Regions from separate parts of the Ovis aries genome. Here region 2 is linked to region 1. The links are chromatin contacts, called in public Hi-C maps. All regions are on one chromosome and are shown on one strand. Each heading gives the region's core, a stretch centred on a gene start, on an enhancer-like site or on the middle of the called end of the contact. The rest is flanking DNA. Distances are from core to core; before and after follow the strand shown. Region 1 has its middle 7.4 kb from the start of TRNAA-CGC. Region 2 overlaps FAM184B (family with sequence similarity 184 member B).

The links. A called contact is a pair of places that touch in the nucleus more often than the background predicts.
Region 2: a contact with region 1 is called in a Hi-C map of hypothalamus, with 3 times the contacts expected there. The contact joins two enhancer-like sites. A contact is called at or near these places in 7 of 16 Hi-C or Micro-C datasets (blood, hypothalamus, liver and 2 more).

The regions. Positions count from the first base shown.
Region 1 is chr6:37,784,317-37,787,941 of ARS-UI_Ramb_v3.0, reverse strand. No RefSeq gene overlaps it. Among named protein-coding and RNA genes, the nearest start is that of TRNAA-CGC, 7.4 kb to the left of the region's middle. Within about 2 kb of position 1,966, at least 9 of the 54 cell types and tissues checked have an H3K27ac peak or open chromatin away from gene starts, as enhancers often do. A contact at or near this core is called in hypothalamus, where this site is marked.
Region 2 is chr6:37,856,803-37,860,427 of ARS-UI_Ramb_v3.0, reverse strand. FAM184B (family with sequence similarity 184 member B) reads left to right here. Exons shown (of 17, transcript XM_042251262.2): 16 at 559-758; 17 at 2,763-3,625. The coding sequence ends at 2,856. Among named protein-coding and RNA genes, the nearest start is that of MED28, 13 kb to the right of the region's middle. Within about 2 kb of position 1,912, at least 7 of the 54 cell types and tissues checked have an H3K27ac peak or open chromatin away from gene starts, as enhancers often do. A contact at or near this core is called in hypothalamus, where this site is marked.

The sequences.
Region 1 (3,625 bases), core at 717-3,216:
CTGTCCCTTACTTTGTCTATACCTATAGCTCATATATATGGCCTTATGTATATAAGTATATACATAGTATAAAATTGTACATAGTATAATTGACTTGCTTGTTATTTTCATTTTTCTATTTTCTTCCTTCTTCTCCAACCTTCCTCAAAGACTATAAACTTCCACATATCAGAGAAATTTGTAAATTAATTTTGTTTACTGATGAATCTTAAATTCTTATTAATACAATAGGGCCTAGTCTACAATTGATTGAGCTTCAAAAAATAAACATTTAGTAAGTCTTTACAGGTGGAATCATCAAAGTGATAATTGAAATGATAGAATCCTGGTACTATACTTGCAATATTACCAATATTAGTGAGCTTCTTAAAACCATCATCATTTTCTTTCTGGGTTTCTTTCTAGTAGGATGATAATTCTTCTGTGCTAAGTGTGTGTTCATTTATTTACATAGTAAGAGGTCCTGAACACAGGAGCTTTCATTCATCAACAACTTGCTGTATTCCAAGTGCTGTTCTAGGCCATAAGCACATGAAAGTAAATCACATACGTGTCCTGCCACTAAAGAGCCGGTGGGAAGAAGGGACACAAAAGAAGTACTATATTCTGAAGGAAATAAGAAAAGTCAGGGGGCTGCAGCAGAGAACATGAGGGTGAGAGAGAGGAGAGCAGACAGATTAGCCCGGGGTCCTGCGTGATGTTAAGGATTTCACTGGAAGGGCAATGGGGAATGGTTCTAAGTGGGGGAATTATGGCTGTGCTGCAGAAAATAGAATCTGGGAAGGGCTGAGTTTGTATAAAGAGACCACCTGGCACAATGTCATGGGGGTGCAGATGAGACTGGTTGACTAGGAGGTTCACTGGGAATTGAAAGGAAAATTGTTGGATTTTTTTTTTTTTTAAGTTTAGATGGTAGAATAAACAGGATCTATGGTTGCTAATATGTGGAATAACTTGGTTGTTGTTTAGTTGCTAAGTTGTGTCGGACTCTTTTTAGACCCCAGGGACTGTAGCTCACCAGGCCCCTCTGGAGTGGGTTGCCATTCCTTCTCCAGGGGATCCTCCTGATCCCGGGTTCAAACTCATGTCTCTTGCATTAACAAGTGTATTCTTTCCACTGAAGCCCCGAAGTACATTAAGGGGAGGGGAAAGTGCAATCTTCCCACGTACTCGGGTAAGGATACAAACAGTTGTAAAGCCTTCATAAGATGACTTAAAGAGGTCATGGGAGGAGCCTAAAAATAATGTGCATACTGGAGTGGGTTGCCAAGCCCTCCTCCAGGAGATCTTCCTCTAAAAGTTATGCAAAGTGGATTTTATTATCTCCATTTAGCAAAAACAGTGCTTAAGAGGAGAATAAACTCCCTGAAGATCACAACAGCCAGAAGAGGGAAAGCTGGAATTCAAATGCAAACCTATCCTATCATAAATCTTTCTTTTTGACACACTAAGAAAGTGTGAACACGTAGACAGGTGCCTTGCCACCAAAGTGAGGGTAGAACTAACCCGAGGAGTAATTACACCCAGCCCATGTTCAAGAGCTGGTGGCTCAGATGGTAAAGCATCTGCCTGTAATGCAGGAGACCTGGGTTCTATCCCTGGGTCAGTAAGATCTCCTGGAAAAGGGAATGGCTATACACTCTATTATTCTTGCCTGGAGAGTCCCACTGGACAAAGGGGCCTGGGATACAGTCCATGGGGTCACTAAAAGTCGACACAACTGAGTGACTAACACTTTCACCTCTTCAACCACAATAAAAGAACATTTTCCTTCTTGTCATTTACTTTTTTCTGTCTATGATTAGAAATAGTCTTTGTCAAGTGGCCTTTGGTCAAGTCCAATATTCCTGAATTTAAAAAAAAACCCAAGGTGTATTGAGGATGGACCAGCGCAGCTGCCAGGCTGGTGAAAGGGAGGGAGGGCGGAGGAAGGGATGAGAGATGACGTTAGAGCCGGAAGCCGCTAGAGGGCGGCAGAGCACAGGCGGAGCTTACCCGAGGCTCCCTTTTACACCTCCAGGCTCTGAGATGGGGTTGGCAAAACCCAAGGAAGGGCCCAAAGAGGAGGGTTGGTTATCCGGAGCCACTAACTCTGGCTCAAATTGCCTCGCCTCACAGAGTGGGAAGAAATCTGCCTTCGGCATTTGATGGGGACACTTCCAGCTTAATCGGGTTGCCCAGTTGCCTGAGAGGCTGGCGTACTGCGGACTGATGCCTTTTGTTTCTCTAGAGGCAGATTCGGGACCCACAAATACCTGGCTTGACTCTGGCTTGCCTAAGTGAGTGTTGGTGTCTGAAAAACAAACGGGCTGGGATTTGTCAATGTGGAGCTTGTAAAAGCCTTGGTATTTAGGCACTCTGGCTGTGCTTCTCTTTCCCTTTCTTTCTCTGGAGAGTTCTCCCCAAACGTCCTTCTTCCTTTTCCATCTGAGCCTCTTCCTCCTGTCCCCATACCCCTGCCTCGTGGATCTTAGCAACACTCAAATACAATACTTGTATAATTTACTGTTTCAGCAGGTTGTACTTAGATCTCCAGAGTTAATTCATTCTGCATAACCTAATTTTTGTAACTCGTGTCCAGCATCTCCCATTTCCCAGGCAAGTTCCTATCTATGAATACTTTCTTGTGTTTTGTGAGCTGGACTTTAGTAGATTCCACACATAATTGTGTGAGCTTCCCTGGTAGCTCAGCTGGTAAAGAATCCGCCTGCAACGCAGGAGACCCAGGTTTGATTCCTGGGTCAGGACGATCCCCTGGAGAAGGGATGGGCTACCCACTCCAGTATTCTTGGGCTTCCTTGGTGACTCAGCTGGTAAAGAGCCTACCCGCAATGCAGGAGACCTGGGTTCAATCCTAGGATTGGGAAGATCCCCTGGAGAAAGATTAAGGCTACCCACTCTAGTATTCTAGCCTGGAGAATTCCCTGGGGTCACAAAAAAGCTGGACACAACTGAGAGAATTTCATTTTTCACACATAATTGAGATAATATACTATTTTCCTTTTGGTGTGGACTTTTTCCATTTAGTATGACTTTCCAGTTCACTCATGTTGTCCCAAATGGAAGAATGTCCTTTTTTTGTTGTTTTTTCTTTTTCTTAAAAAAAAAATTATTTATTTTTACTTGAAGGATGATTGCTTTACAATATTGTTGATTTTTGCCATACATCAACATGCATCAGTCATAAGTAAACATATGTTCCCTTTCTCTTGAACCTCCCTGTCACCTCCCACTCCTCCTTTTTTTTTTTTAAGGCTGAAGAATATTTATTCTTATACATCACATTTATTTATTTATGCTAGATAACGGAGAAGGCAATGGCACCCCACTCCAGTACTCTTGCCTGGAAAATCCCATGGGCGGAGGAGCCTGGTGGGCTTCAACCCATGGGGTCATTAAGAGTTGGGCACTACTGAGCGACTTTACTTTCACTTTTCACTTTCATGCATTGGAGGAGGAAATGGCAACCCACTCCAGTGTTCTTGCCTGGAGAATCCCAGGGACGGGGGAGTCTGGTGGGCTGCCATCTATGGGGTCACACAGAGTCGGACACGACTGAAGCGGCTTAGCAGCAGCAGCAGCAGCAGACACCAGGGAAACCATAATAGGATGGCACCTCAAATTT
Region 2 (3,625 bases), core at 663-3,162, 73 kb before region 1:
ACTTTTTATACATGTGTCACTACTAATAGTGGCTATATCTTGGTGATAGAAAGGAGAAAGGCAAGAATCCTTCACTTCACCTTTTTTTTCCTTTTATATTTTTGCAATGTATTACAGTGAAAATAGTCACATCCAGATTTCTCATCTGCTATCACAAAATCCTAAAGCACTAGTTTCTATTTTTTGGTAATTCATTACCTCCAGTTGACTTCATGTGAGCTCATGTATAATTTTTATATATCCCTCTTCATGTGACAAAATGTAAGTTTCACTCCAGAAATATTAATGTATTTGAGGACAGTGTGGACCAGCTTCTGCTGAGGGTGCCTTTTAAAATCTAAAAACTTTACATTAAAACATACATTTGCTGCCAGAAGTTTTGGATAGAGATTGTGAGCCTTTTTTAAAGCACAACTAAACGCTTTAAAAAAGAGCATGCAGTATATAAATAAAAATACTGTCTCTTGCTCACGTAATTCTGGCATGGCAGGCTTATCTACTTTTACAATAATGCTTCTGTTAGGTGGCACTAACAGGCCTTTCTTTTAATACCAACAGAAAAAGAAGATGGAGGAAGTGCCCAGCCGAGTGGTCAGTGTGCCAAACCTCGCTTCCTATGCTAAGAACTTTCTGAGTGGTGACCTGAGCTCCAGGATCAATGCCCCTCCAATAACTAAGTCACCCAGCTTGGACCCAGGTCCCAGCTGTAGCCGGCCCTACAAACCCACGCCATCTCTAGATGTGCAAACTGCCACAAGGTAGGGGGCCAGAGCTGGGCTTCTCAGGAAGGCAAAGAACCTTCCTGCCAATGCAGGAGACGTAAGAGAGGCGGGGTTGATCCCTGGGTTGGGGAAGATCTCCTGGAGAAGGGCATGGCAACCCACTCCAGCATTCTTGCCTGGAGAATCCCATGGACAGAGGAGGCTGGCGGACTATGATACATGGGGTTGCAAGGAGTCAGACACTGCTGAAGTGACTCAGCATGCACGCAGAGGGCCAAAGCTATGATTCCATTTTTCTGTTGACAGGAGGGAAATTAGAATTCCTTTCTGGCACCTGTTAAATACCCAGCATTTGGGCCGATACAAAGAATAACAAAACAAGCCTTGCCTTGGACAAACTGCAACTCAGCCAAAAAGAAAGATTATCTATGAGAAGGGAAATAGGTCGTTCTTTAGAAGAGATACTATTCCCTGATAACAAATCCCAGAAAGTCTCTTTTTTTTTTTCCTTTTCCATGGATGAGTAGACAGGGAACACTGAATCACTTAGCGGATCACTTCAGAGTGGTTCACACAAACGATGGGCTGTCATCATCTGGCCTTGAGTCTGGATTCAAGTTCTGGTCCTCCTCATTTCTTAGCTTGTGTGGCTTTGGGCAGCTCACTTGACATCTCTGTTTCCTCACCTCTAAAATGAGGATAATATACCACCTACCTCTTCAGACTCATGTGAAACTAAAGGAGTTAATCCATAGGACATGCTCAGCACAAGACCTGGTGTAGAACTATTCAGCAATTTCCCACTATTATTAAAAGGTTATTTCTCAAGATTCATTATATAATCTTGTAATTTTAATCTTAATCTGTGGGTTTGGTTGATCACATATGGTGCTCTCTGATACTGCTTTGTTTTCCACAAACCCCTGCAGCATGCTTCTCTTCCAGAAATGTGTGATTTCCCGTTATTGATTTTCCTTCTTCCCCAATTTTTGTTCAGAGCTAAATCTTTAATTATGGACTTTGAGTTTGCTTTTCAGAAGAGGCCTCTTCTGAAATGTTCCTTTTCCAAAGGCCCTGCCTGCCCAAGGCTCTTTGGACAAAAATGAATGTGGAGCTGGAAGGACTCCCTGCCAGTCATTGAGCAAGTCCAGCCCTTTGTTTTGAAGCTGAGGACACTGAGGCCTAGAATCCCAAGCATATGGTCTATTAACTGCCAGAGCCAGAGCTGGCCTGACCCTGGCCACTGTTCATCTCATTATCACACACCTTTTTAAAGCTGCGTTCCCACTGTTTTATAAGAAGCTTCCCAAGTACAGATAGAGACTTTTCAGATAGGTATACACTGTACTTACTTATCATCTCTCTTTTTCAGTTTATTAGACTAATTTCACAGCCTCACTGAAAGGCCAGAGCACATTAGGTAACTTTTGAAGAGGCCAGAAGCGTAATTTTGTATTCATTAACCATTTCTTCTTTTACTGTTTTTTGAAAGGGGTTTATTGTTTAATTTGTGCCTGAAATAAATAGTAAATGTTGCGGACTTCTCTGGGAGCCAGAGGTTGAGTCCACCTGCCAGTGCAGGAGACATGGGTTCAGTTCCTGGTCTGGGAAGATTCCACATGCCATGGGGCAACTAAGGCTGTGCACCACAAGAGAAGCCACTGCAATAAGCCCGCACGCTGCAACTAGAGTGGCCCTTGCTTGCCACAACTAAAGAAGGCCCCCATGCAGCAACCAAGACCCAGTTCAGCCTATACATATATTTTTTTTCCTTCTTCTTTTAAATAGTAAATGTTGCAAAATATGCCTCATTCATTTTAAGTGAAATAATGGACAGCATTGTTTCCACAACGGAATTAGATGCTCTCTCCTCATCTTCATCCTTCACAACTTGTTTCTAGCTACCAATATCGACCCATCACATTCTAGTATCTTTTTAAGAGTAAAGCAGTAGTTATCTTTCCCTGAAAAGATGATGGCATATTAAGTTGTTTACTGAATAATTTTCAAAACCATCTAAGAAAACTTCTTTGTTTTTAGGACACAAGATGATGATACAGCCCAACCCAAAGAAGTCCAACAGAAGCAAGGTTCAGCACACCAAGAATGGTTTACCAAATATTTTTCTTTCTAAACTGATCCTTGGGATAGCATAAAGAGGATATTTGAAAAACATTTCTTTTGAAACACCTGACTGAAGGAATGAACTAAAAAGCCAACCAACCAAATAACTTGCTTGTAATATGATTTACATATATAGCTAAAACAAATTCTTACATTAACATTTCATACTGTTTCATTGTGATGATAAGATGAAACAAGCCAGTGTTGTCAGAAAGCACCCACAGGGAAATATTATTAATGTTACTGATGACCTATACATGATTATTTCTAGTGTCCATAAGACTGCACACCACCTTGTGGAATATCAGATTTTGTGATTTCCATGGTCTACTTTGAAAGTGGTTTCATTTTTCCTAGGATGCTGATCATCTTCACTTTAAAGTGTTTCTATGTAAATAACTCCAAAATGCACACGCAACCTCAATAGGAAGGGGAATTAAACAAAGCTCAGAATAACCAGGAAAGCCAGTTTCTAAAAACCAAACCCAACTACTAGGAATGGACTGTAGCAGATTTTGGCATAGTTGGGTCAAATATTTTGACTTCCTAGGTCCAGGATATGAAGATTACAGAGGGTGTAACACCTACCTCAAAGGGGCTTTTTGAGGTTTAAACAAAATATGGGCAATAATTCTAATCATGAATTGTAGTTAAGCTTTGCCAGGATTTCTCTGTGAATAATGGAGCCCGACCCTGTCATACATCTCAACCTCAATGACTGCAGCATCGGCTTGATTGTTTGTGACAGTTTCTAGATTATCTGTTCTTTGAAGTCAAAG